2 separate regions of the Sus scrofa genome follow, and region 1 is linked to region 2. Evidence: chromatin contacts called from public Hi-C data. All regions are on one chromosome and are shown on one strand. The core of a region is the stretch at or near the end of the contact, and the rest is flanking DNA. Distances in the headings are between cores, read along the strand shown. Region 1 holds the start of YIPF4 (protein YIPF4). Region 2 holds the start of BIRC6 (baculoviral IAP repeat-containing protein 6).

Region 1 (4,340 bases), core at 1,467-3,966, 71 kb before region 2:
CATGTGACCTCATGTGTAGCCATTCTCTCCCATGTCACCTAAGCTCCCCCATGTAACCTAAGCTCCATGAAAACAAAATGACTTCCAGTTTTCCCAAGTCCATTAAATAATCTTTGGAATGTTATGACTCAGGCTGCCACCCACTACCACCACCACTTTGGTGGAAAATTTTTACTCATCCTTTAAGTACTAAGTTAATTGTTATCTCTAAGGTAGTTGTTATCTCCTGTGAGGAAAATTTCAATATTCCCTTCTACATATCAATGGGTATGCCTTTCCACTGCTCTACTGCTGATCTGTCATTCCTCTCTGTCTGTCCTCACACATATCTTCAAACCCTCTCTCTCCAAATTGGTTTTCTTTTTTGGGGGGAGGGTTGCTTTTGTCTTTTTGTCTTTTAGGGCCAGATCCACGGCATATGGAGGTTCTCAGGCTAGGGGTCCAGTCAGAACTGTGGCAGCCAGCCTAAGTCGGAGCCACAGCAACGTGTCTACAAACTACACCACAGCTGACTGCAACACCTGATCCTTAACCCACTGAGCAAAGTCAGGGATCCAACCCACATCCTCACGGTCATTAATATAGCTTGGACATTAACTTTAAGCATGTTTACTTAAACACTTAAAAACCTAGATGGATTTGTAAATTTTGGTAAGTTTATCAGCATACAGGACCTTGTCCTGAAAAGAGCACTGGGCTAAAATCCAGATGATTAAAGTACTGTCATATTTCTGTTCCTCCTTTACCTTTTCTGGCCTCAGTTGCTTACCTTTTAAAGGAATGTGGCTAACCTACAATCCTACTCTTTGGGTGGCAATTTACAGCCTATCTGCCTTTTATTAGTATCCGATTCAGCCCCATTCATTTCACAGGTGAGGAAACTGAGTCTCAGAGATGATATATAGTCAAGATCCTATACAATTGGCGTTCCCATCCTGGCTCAGCGGTTAGGGAACCAACTAGCATCAATGAAGATGGGGGTTCCATCCCTGGCCTTGCTCAGCAGGTTAAGGATCCTGCATTGCCTGAGCTGTGGTGTAAGTCTCAGACACCGCCAGATGTAGCGTTGCTGTGGCTCTGGCTTAGGCCTGTGGCTACAGCTTGGATTCTACTCCAGGCCTGGGAACCTCCATATGCCCGGGAATCTCGATATGTTCAGTTGGGCCCTAAAAAGACTCCCCCCCCCTGCAAAAAAAAAATCCTATACAATTAAGTAATGACTAAGGGAAACCAATCTTGGGATCCAAGGCCAGGGCTATACCTCTAAAAACATGCCTAGTTCTTTTTTTTTTTAATTACTCAAATTTATCACATCTATAGCTGTATAATGATCATAACAATCTGATTTCACAGGATTTCCATCCTACAGCCCAAGCACATCCCCCTACCCCCCAAACTATCTCCTCCAGAGACCATAAGGTTTTCAATGTCTGTGAGTCAGCATCTGTTCTGCAAAGAAGTTCCGTCTGTCCTTTTTTCAGATTCCACATGTCAGTGAAAGCATTTGATGTTGGTATCTCATTGTATGGCTGACTTCACTTAGCATGATAGTTTCTAGGTCCATCCATGTTGCTAAAAATGCTGGTATTTCGTTCTTTTTGATGGCTGAGTAATATTCCATTGTGTATATGTACCACCTCTTCTGGATCCACTCCTCTGTCAATGGACATTTAGGTTGTTTCCATGTCTTGTTTATTGCAAATAGTGCTGCAATGAACATTGGAGTACATGTATCTTTGCGAGTCGTGGTTTTCTCTGGATAGATGCCCAGGGGTGGGATTGCTGGATCAAATGGTAGTTCTATGTTTAGTTTTCTGAGGAAACTCCATACTGCTTTCCACAGTGGTTGCACCAATTGACAATCCCACCAATAGTGTGATCGGGTTCCTTTTTCTCCACACCCTCTCTAGCACTTCTTGTTTGTAGACTTTTGGATGACGGCCATTCTGGGTGGTGTAAGGTGGTACTTCAGAGTGGTTTTGATTTGCATTTCTCTAAGAATGAGTGATGTTGAACATCTTCTCATGTGTTTTTTGGCCATCTGTATGTCTTCTTTGGAGAACTGTCTATTTAGATCTTCTGCCCATTTTTGGATGGGGTTGTTTGTTTTTTTGGTATGGAGCTGCAGAAGGTGTTTATAAATTTTGGAGATTAATCCCTTGTCAGTCCATTCACTTGCAAAGATTTTCTCCCATTCTGTGGGTTGTCTTTTTGTTTTGTTTCGGGTTTCCTTTGCTGTGCAGAAACTTTGAAGTTTGATTAGGTCCCATTTGTTTATTTTTGTTTTTATTGTCAATACTCTTGAGAGGTGGATCTGAGAAGATGTTGCTGTCGTTTATGTCAGAGAGTGTTTGGCCTATGTTTTCCTCTAAGAGTTTTATAGTGTCTGGTCTTATATCTAGGTCTTGAGTCCACTTTGAGTTTATTTTTGTGTATGGTGTTAGGCGTATTCTAATTTCATTCTTTTCCATGTGGCTGTCCAGTTTAAAACATGCCTAGTTCTGACATTCCTTGACTCGCCCAGTTAATAAAGCAGAGGAAAGAGATAAATGCCCGAAGGGAGGAGGCTTAGACAGCAAGAAGCCTGAGTTTTCCACTCTTTACAAGTGAGCTTCCTGTCCTGAGTAACCTTCCGGAATCAACAACACGGAGAGCCAATCAGAACCTTCCCCCGGTAGCCAATGGGAGAGCACATTACAAAGAACCAATCCCAGCGGCGCTGTCACTGTTATGGTCCTGTCAGGACGCCGGCGTCGTGGTGTTTGGGCTGTCGCCACCCAGAGGACTTCGGTGGGGGACTCTCGGGCAGCCCCGCGGCCCGCAGCGGTTTTCTCCGGCCTCGCTCCTAGGCAGCACTTCCCGGCTCTCGGGCCGCACTGTAGGCGCGCGTGCAAGTCGGCTCCGCGGCTGCCTTGGGGCTTGGGCCCAACTGCAGCCTCGTCCCCCGCCGCGGGCTCCGAGGGGCCGCGCGATGCAGCCACCCGGCCCGCCCCCGGCCTATTCCCCTCTAACGGGGACTTCACCTTTGTCACCTCAGCAGACGCAGAAGGTGAGACTGAGCCTCAGGAAGGCCCATCACCTCGGGGGACGCCGGGCCGGCCGCGGGGGGGGTCTTTCTGGTGCCGAGGCGGTTGTGGCAGGGTGGAGACGGGCAGGAAGCTGACCCGTGGGTGACTCGAGTCCTGGGCGCCTGCCGGGCCTTCCGAGTGGCGGAGGGAGAGCTGTGAGGAGCTTTCCGAGTGGCTCGGTAAGCTTCTCGCTTTCCCCACGCTTTCTGGTGGCAGGGTTTTCTGGCGGGCTTACCCACCTCAAGTGGACTCACATGATCCCAGGATTTTAATTCTAAAATGACTTGGTCTTATTCAGAAAAGGGATGGTTAGATTGGCCGAGGTAGGCGTCAAAGGCTGAGAACGTGGAAGGAGAACTGTGCTGCTCAGTATCAGTAGATAACTTTTTGCTGGGACTGGATTCGGCGCTGCAAACATTAACTTACCTCGAGGAGTTCATGGTTTTTGTGGAATACGATATCTTGCCCATGTCCCAGTTTTCCTCCTCTTCTGTGGTGTTTGACCTCAGTATTCGGAGAGGTAGACCAAGATATATTTGAAACTTAATTGTAATCCAGCTAGGTGTTCCCAGTAGCTTCTACAGATTTCCTTCTATATTGTTTTGGAGAGGTTTTTCTACAGCATGGGAGAATTTATTTTCCTCCCTTTCTCTGTCCTTGCCAGACTCTTTGAAACCGAAATCTGTCTCTGGTAGTCGTTTTCAAATGTTGCTTTTGTTAGGCTTTGTACACCAGTTAATTTTCCAGTGACCACAGGTATTGCTCAGTATGAAAAGATAAATTACACTTAGCTATAGAAATTTAATTCTAGAGAAGGGTGTGTTTCCTGAAGAATCTTTTCCTAGTGCATCGCTTACTTTGCCTTTTTTCTGTCTTTTCTTTCCTTGTTTTGCTTTTTTGAATGGCATTGTTGAAAGAAAATCATACTGTAGTTTTGGTTATACTTTAAAATGTAGAATAGGAGTTCCCATTGTGGCTCAGTGCTAATGAACCTGTCTAGTATCCATGAGGATTCAGGTTCGATCCCTAGCCTCACCCAGTGGGGTAAGGGTCTGGTGTTGCCTTGAGCTGTGGTGTAGATCGCAGATCAGACTCCGAGTTGCTGTGGCTGTGGTGTAGGCTAGCAGCTGCAGCTCTGATTTTACCCCTAGCCTGGGAACTTACATAAGCCACAGGCATGGCCCTGAAACAAACAAACAAACAAACAAAAAATAGTAAAGTAAAAATTTTACCATGGAGAACATAGCTGATACCTTTACCGTAATACGGAAA
Region 2 (4,186 bases), core at 1,572-4,071:
CACTTCAAAATAGACTAGGTGTGAAAATCAGTACATTTTCAGTGTCAGGAGTATTTCATTCCATGAGTAGAAAGACATTAATAACACAGAATGCTAAACTTCACCAAGTCTTGCCTAGTTTCACTTTCATGATCAATTCCAGGAATCTTACCCTGAATCCTGAAACACTTCACTGCAGGCTGGAGGTCTCAGCAAGTGCTCAAAAATGCACACTCACAAAACAAGCAACAAATTACATTAAGAATGCTCTTTGAAACACTGGTTTTGCTGAATTCTGTGCTTACATGGGTTTGTCAAATGTTGATAAAAGGAGGTTAAACAGTATTCTTTGTCATAGGAGGTCTTTTGATTTGCTAATATGTACTATAAATCTCCCAAGTGGACAAATATAAGGGGAGTTCTTTCCTCAATTTTTTTTTTTTTTTGATTGTGAAAGTGCTATATTTCAGAAAAACTTGGGGGTAATGAGCTTTGGAGAATGCTGGTTTACAGGGAAAGCAATCTAAATAAATATTTTTTGGTCCCAACCAAAAAAAAGGTAACAGACTAACAACAACAACAAAAAACTGTCTTTCATTCTCTTCAACACAGTACAACATTAAAGTACACTAAATTTAAATTTAGTGTTCAGGTTAGTAGTTTGTTTTCCCTACCAACAAGATGTGGTGCTTGGTTTGTATTAGAGGCCTATTCAGGGGAACTGTACAGATTAATGGAAAAGTTTGGCCCAAATGGATCTTGAGAGACAAAATCTTTGAAATAGCAGTTTTTATAGTGGCAGCTTGTGTCCTGAGATTAAAAAAAAAAAAAAAAAAAGTTTTGAAAAGAATACTTCTAGTCACATTTAGATGTTTTGTTTTTGTCTTTTCTAGGGCCACACCCATGACATGTGGCATTTCCCATGGCTAGGGGTCCAGTCGGAGCTGTAGCTGCTGGCCTACACCAGAGCCACAGCAACAAAGGATCCGAGCCAAATCTGCGACATACACCACAGCTCGTGGCAGCGTCGGATCCTGAGTGAGGCCAGGCCCTCACGGTTTCTAGTCAGATTCATTAACCACTGAGCCACATTGGGAACTCCATCTAGTCACATTTAGATTGGATTATTCGTACTGCTTTATTTATCTTAAGACACTGAAGTTTTGAGCAGGAGAGTTAAGTTTGGAGTACGGATTTTGGAGTCAATGCTGAATTGAAACTCCAGCTTGCTCTTATCCTGCTCCTTGGAAGCTGTGAGATCTTGGACAAGTCATTGAACTTCCCTGTGTTTCCATTTTTATAGTTTATAAGTACTTGTAAGAAACCGCAGTAGGGTGAATAATTTGATCATCTCCATTTGACTCTCTTGGAACATTCTCAGAATGTATAAGTGAGTTGCCTAAATTCACAGATAAATGAAGCCACAGTGACTTTAATATTTGGGTATTTTTCCACTTTATTATATGTTGCCTCATAATGAATATATAGGTTATATAAATACAACTTTGCATACGAATTAACAGTTTTAAGATGTAATTGGGATAATCCATGCAGATTTCCTGAAGCAAGTCTGCTAGAATTTGAGAAGGCAATTAACGTTCATAATTTTTATTGAGCACCTACTACCATGTGTCAGATCCCATTCTACACATTTTACAAATGATTCTTAATCTTCTCAAGAGCACTTTGATTAGATTTTAAGGAAGAGGAAATTAGACTGAGATAATAGAATGATTCTCAAATACAGAGTTCTTGACTGTGCTGCATGAATCTACATGTGATAAAATGACATAGAACCATATACATATCATAAGCCAAATCCCTGCTTTTGATATTGCACTGAAATTATGTAACTGTTAGTGGAAGCTGGACAAGTCAGACCTGTTCTATCTTTGAGAAGTAATGGTCAGGTGTTTTATAGAATGAACTTCGATTCGGGTTTGTCCAATGTTTTTCTCACAGATAAGGAGTTATGGGTTTTGGAGAGGCAGACCACAGAGGTTAGTTTGCAATTGTGAATCAATCTAACAATTAATTTGAAACAAAAAGCAAAAAAAAAAAAAAAAAAAGCATTGTTATTTTCCAAAGGTGATTTGTAAATCTACCTAACTAGCCTTTTCTTGTTCTGCAACCCCCCAACACACCTATTAACAATTCGCATTTGGAATGTGGGTAGAGAAACTAATCTTAACTATATGCTTCCAGCGCCGAGCATCTGGTTCAACAAAAAGATCTGGGGATGGGGGGGCAGTGTAATAGGCATAGGCTTGGTGAGGTCGTTCGGTTTCTCCAAGTCAAGACTAGAGATTTTTCAGACTGCTTATCCTCACACCAGAGTCGAGGTTCAGACTCTGAGGTCTCCTTTGGGCCACGGCCAAACATTTGCACCGCGTGTGCCAGGAACTGTCCGGGCGCAGCTGGAACTGCAGCAAAGGGCCTCAAGGCATTTCAGTCAGGTCGCTCCCGCCCGGGTCTCCGCCTAGCGGAAATACACGCCCCAGCCCCTCACTCACTAACCCTCCACCCCTCCACCGCCAGGAGCAGGGGAGCGGGGCGGAGTTTAGGTAGCGGCCCCTCCCCGAGCTTGGAAAAAGTGGGACGTTGTGGCGGAGCGGCTAGCCGGGCCAGCGGCGCGAGCCACGCGCAAGCCCTCCCGCGCATGCTCCGCCCGCCGGTCTCGCGCGCCCGCCCCGGGCCCCGCCTCTCTCGCTTCTTCTACCCCCTCCCCCGCCAGCCTCCCTCGAAGCTGGGCCCCTCTGGGCGCGCGGCCGACGTCCCGCGTGCGTGCCGGCGCCTGACTTCACTTCCGGCTAACGCGCTCCGCTTGCCCCCTGGCCCCGGATGGTGACTGGCGGTGGTGCTGCACCTCCCGGGACTGTCACTGAGCCGCTTCCCAGTGTGATTGTGCTGAGCGCAGGCCGGAAGATGGCGGCTGCGGCTGCGGCGGCCTCGGGCCCGGGCTGCTCCTCGGCGGCGGGGGCAGGAGCGGCCGGGGTCTCCGAGTGGCTGGTGCTGCGGGACGGCTGCATGCGCTGCGACTCCGACGGGCTGCACAGCCTTTCCTACCACCCGGCGCTCAACGCCATTCTGGCCGTCACCAGTCGCGGGACCATCAAAGTCATCGACGGCACCTCAGGGGCCACCCTGCAGGCCTCGGCGCTCAGCGGTGAGTGTGCGGCACGCTGGGCGGGGGCCGGGCCCGCCGCGGGAGGAGCCGGGCCCCGGGATGCCGGGGAAGGAAGCCGCCCAGCCCCCGGGCTCGGCCTCCGGAGGAGGGAAGCGGCGTGTTGGGAGCCGGTGGCGGAGGGCAGGGCTCGGGGCTCAGGCCTGGCTGTGAAGGGAGGCCCGGAAACTGATGGAGGAGGACCTTCGGACTTGGCTTTTTCAGCGGCTGCAGCTGGGAAGGAAAGAAGGGCGAGGCCCGGAGTGGTGGGAGTTGCCTTTGGGGCCTTGAGCGTCCGGTGTAGGTTGGACCTCTGGGAGAGGTGAGGAGGTCTCGGAGCTTGGCACGGGAGAAGCCTAGGCCCCTGGCTAGGTCCTGGAGAGCGTGTCGGTACTGCCTGCTGTTAGATCAGAGAGGGAAAGGGTCGCAGCGTTGGTTCCAACGTGAGAGGCAGGTGGCTGGAGGCGAGCGTCCTAGCCGGCATCCAAGCCCTCCGCTCTTACGGAGAGAAGTGGTTCCGCGCTATTCCTGGGACCCGCAGGTGCTGGGATGTACAGCAGGCTTGGCTCCGGGGGTGGGGGTGGGGTGGGCCTGGAGTGGGGGTGGGGAGGGAAGTGGGCGGGCCAGCTGCCTGAACTGTTCCGTAGACGACTTTAGGACTCTGGCTGACGCCATGGAAGACGCCTTGTCCCCTAACTCGGGGCTTCCACCTTCTACCCCCCAGGGACGAGAAACTCAGCACCTGCGGTGTATGAGCTGTAGATTCCGTTGGTTTCGTACTGAGTGAGACCTTAGGCCGTCTCTGCTTGTTTGACCACATCGAGCGGAAAGTTGGGATACGGAAGCATGTGGAGGAGCTCGCCTGTGGAGGAGAGCTGTTCTAGCTGGTGTAAACGTTGGTCTAGGACCGGACTTGAAGTGTGCGTGAGGTGAACGCTCAGTGGGTTGGAGTGGAGTGTTTTGCAATTGCCCTGGCCAAGTTACGTTGGCTGAGATGACATTTCATTTGCAGTTGAATGATGACTGGCTTAATTTAGCTGTTAT

The links. A called contact is a pair of places that touch in the nucleus more often than the background predicts.
Region 1: a contact with region 2 is called in a Hi-C map of liver, with 5 times the contacts expected there. The contact joins the promoter of YIPF4 here to the promoter of BIRC6 in region 2. A contact is called at or near these places in 2 of 47 Hi-C or Micro-C datasets (blood and liver) and 2 of 2 datasets of contacts at active chromatin or transcription factors (alveolar macrophages and skeletal muscle).

What each region holds. Positions count from the first base shown.
Region 1 is chr3:107,338,405-107,342,744 of Sscrofa11.1, reverse strand. It overlaps YIPF4 (protein YIPF4), which reads left to right and starts at 2,716. Exons shown (of 6, transcript XM_021087657.1): 1 at 2,716-3,049. The coding sequence starts at 2,731.
Region 2 is chr3:107,268,005-107,272,190 of Sscrofa11.1, reverse strand. It overlaps BIRC6 (baculoviral IAP repeat-containing protein 6), which reads left to right and starts at 2,821. Exons shown (of 78, transcript XM_021087656.1): 1 at 2,821-3,145. The coding sequence starts at 2,821.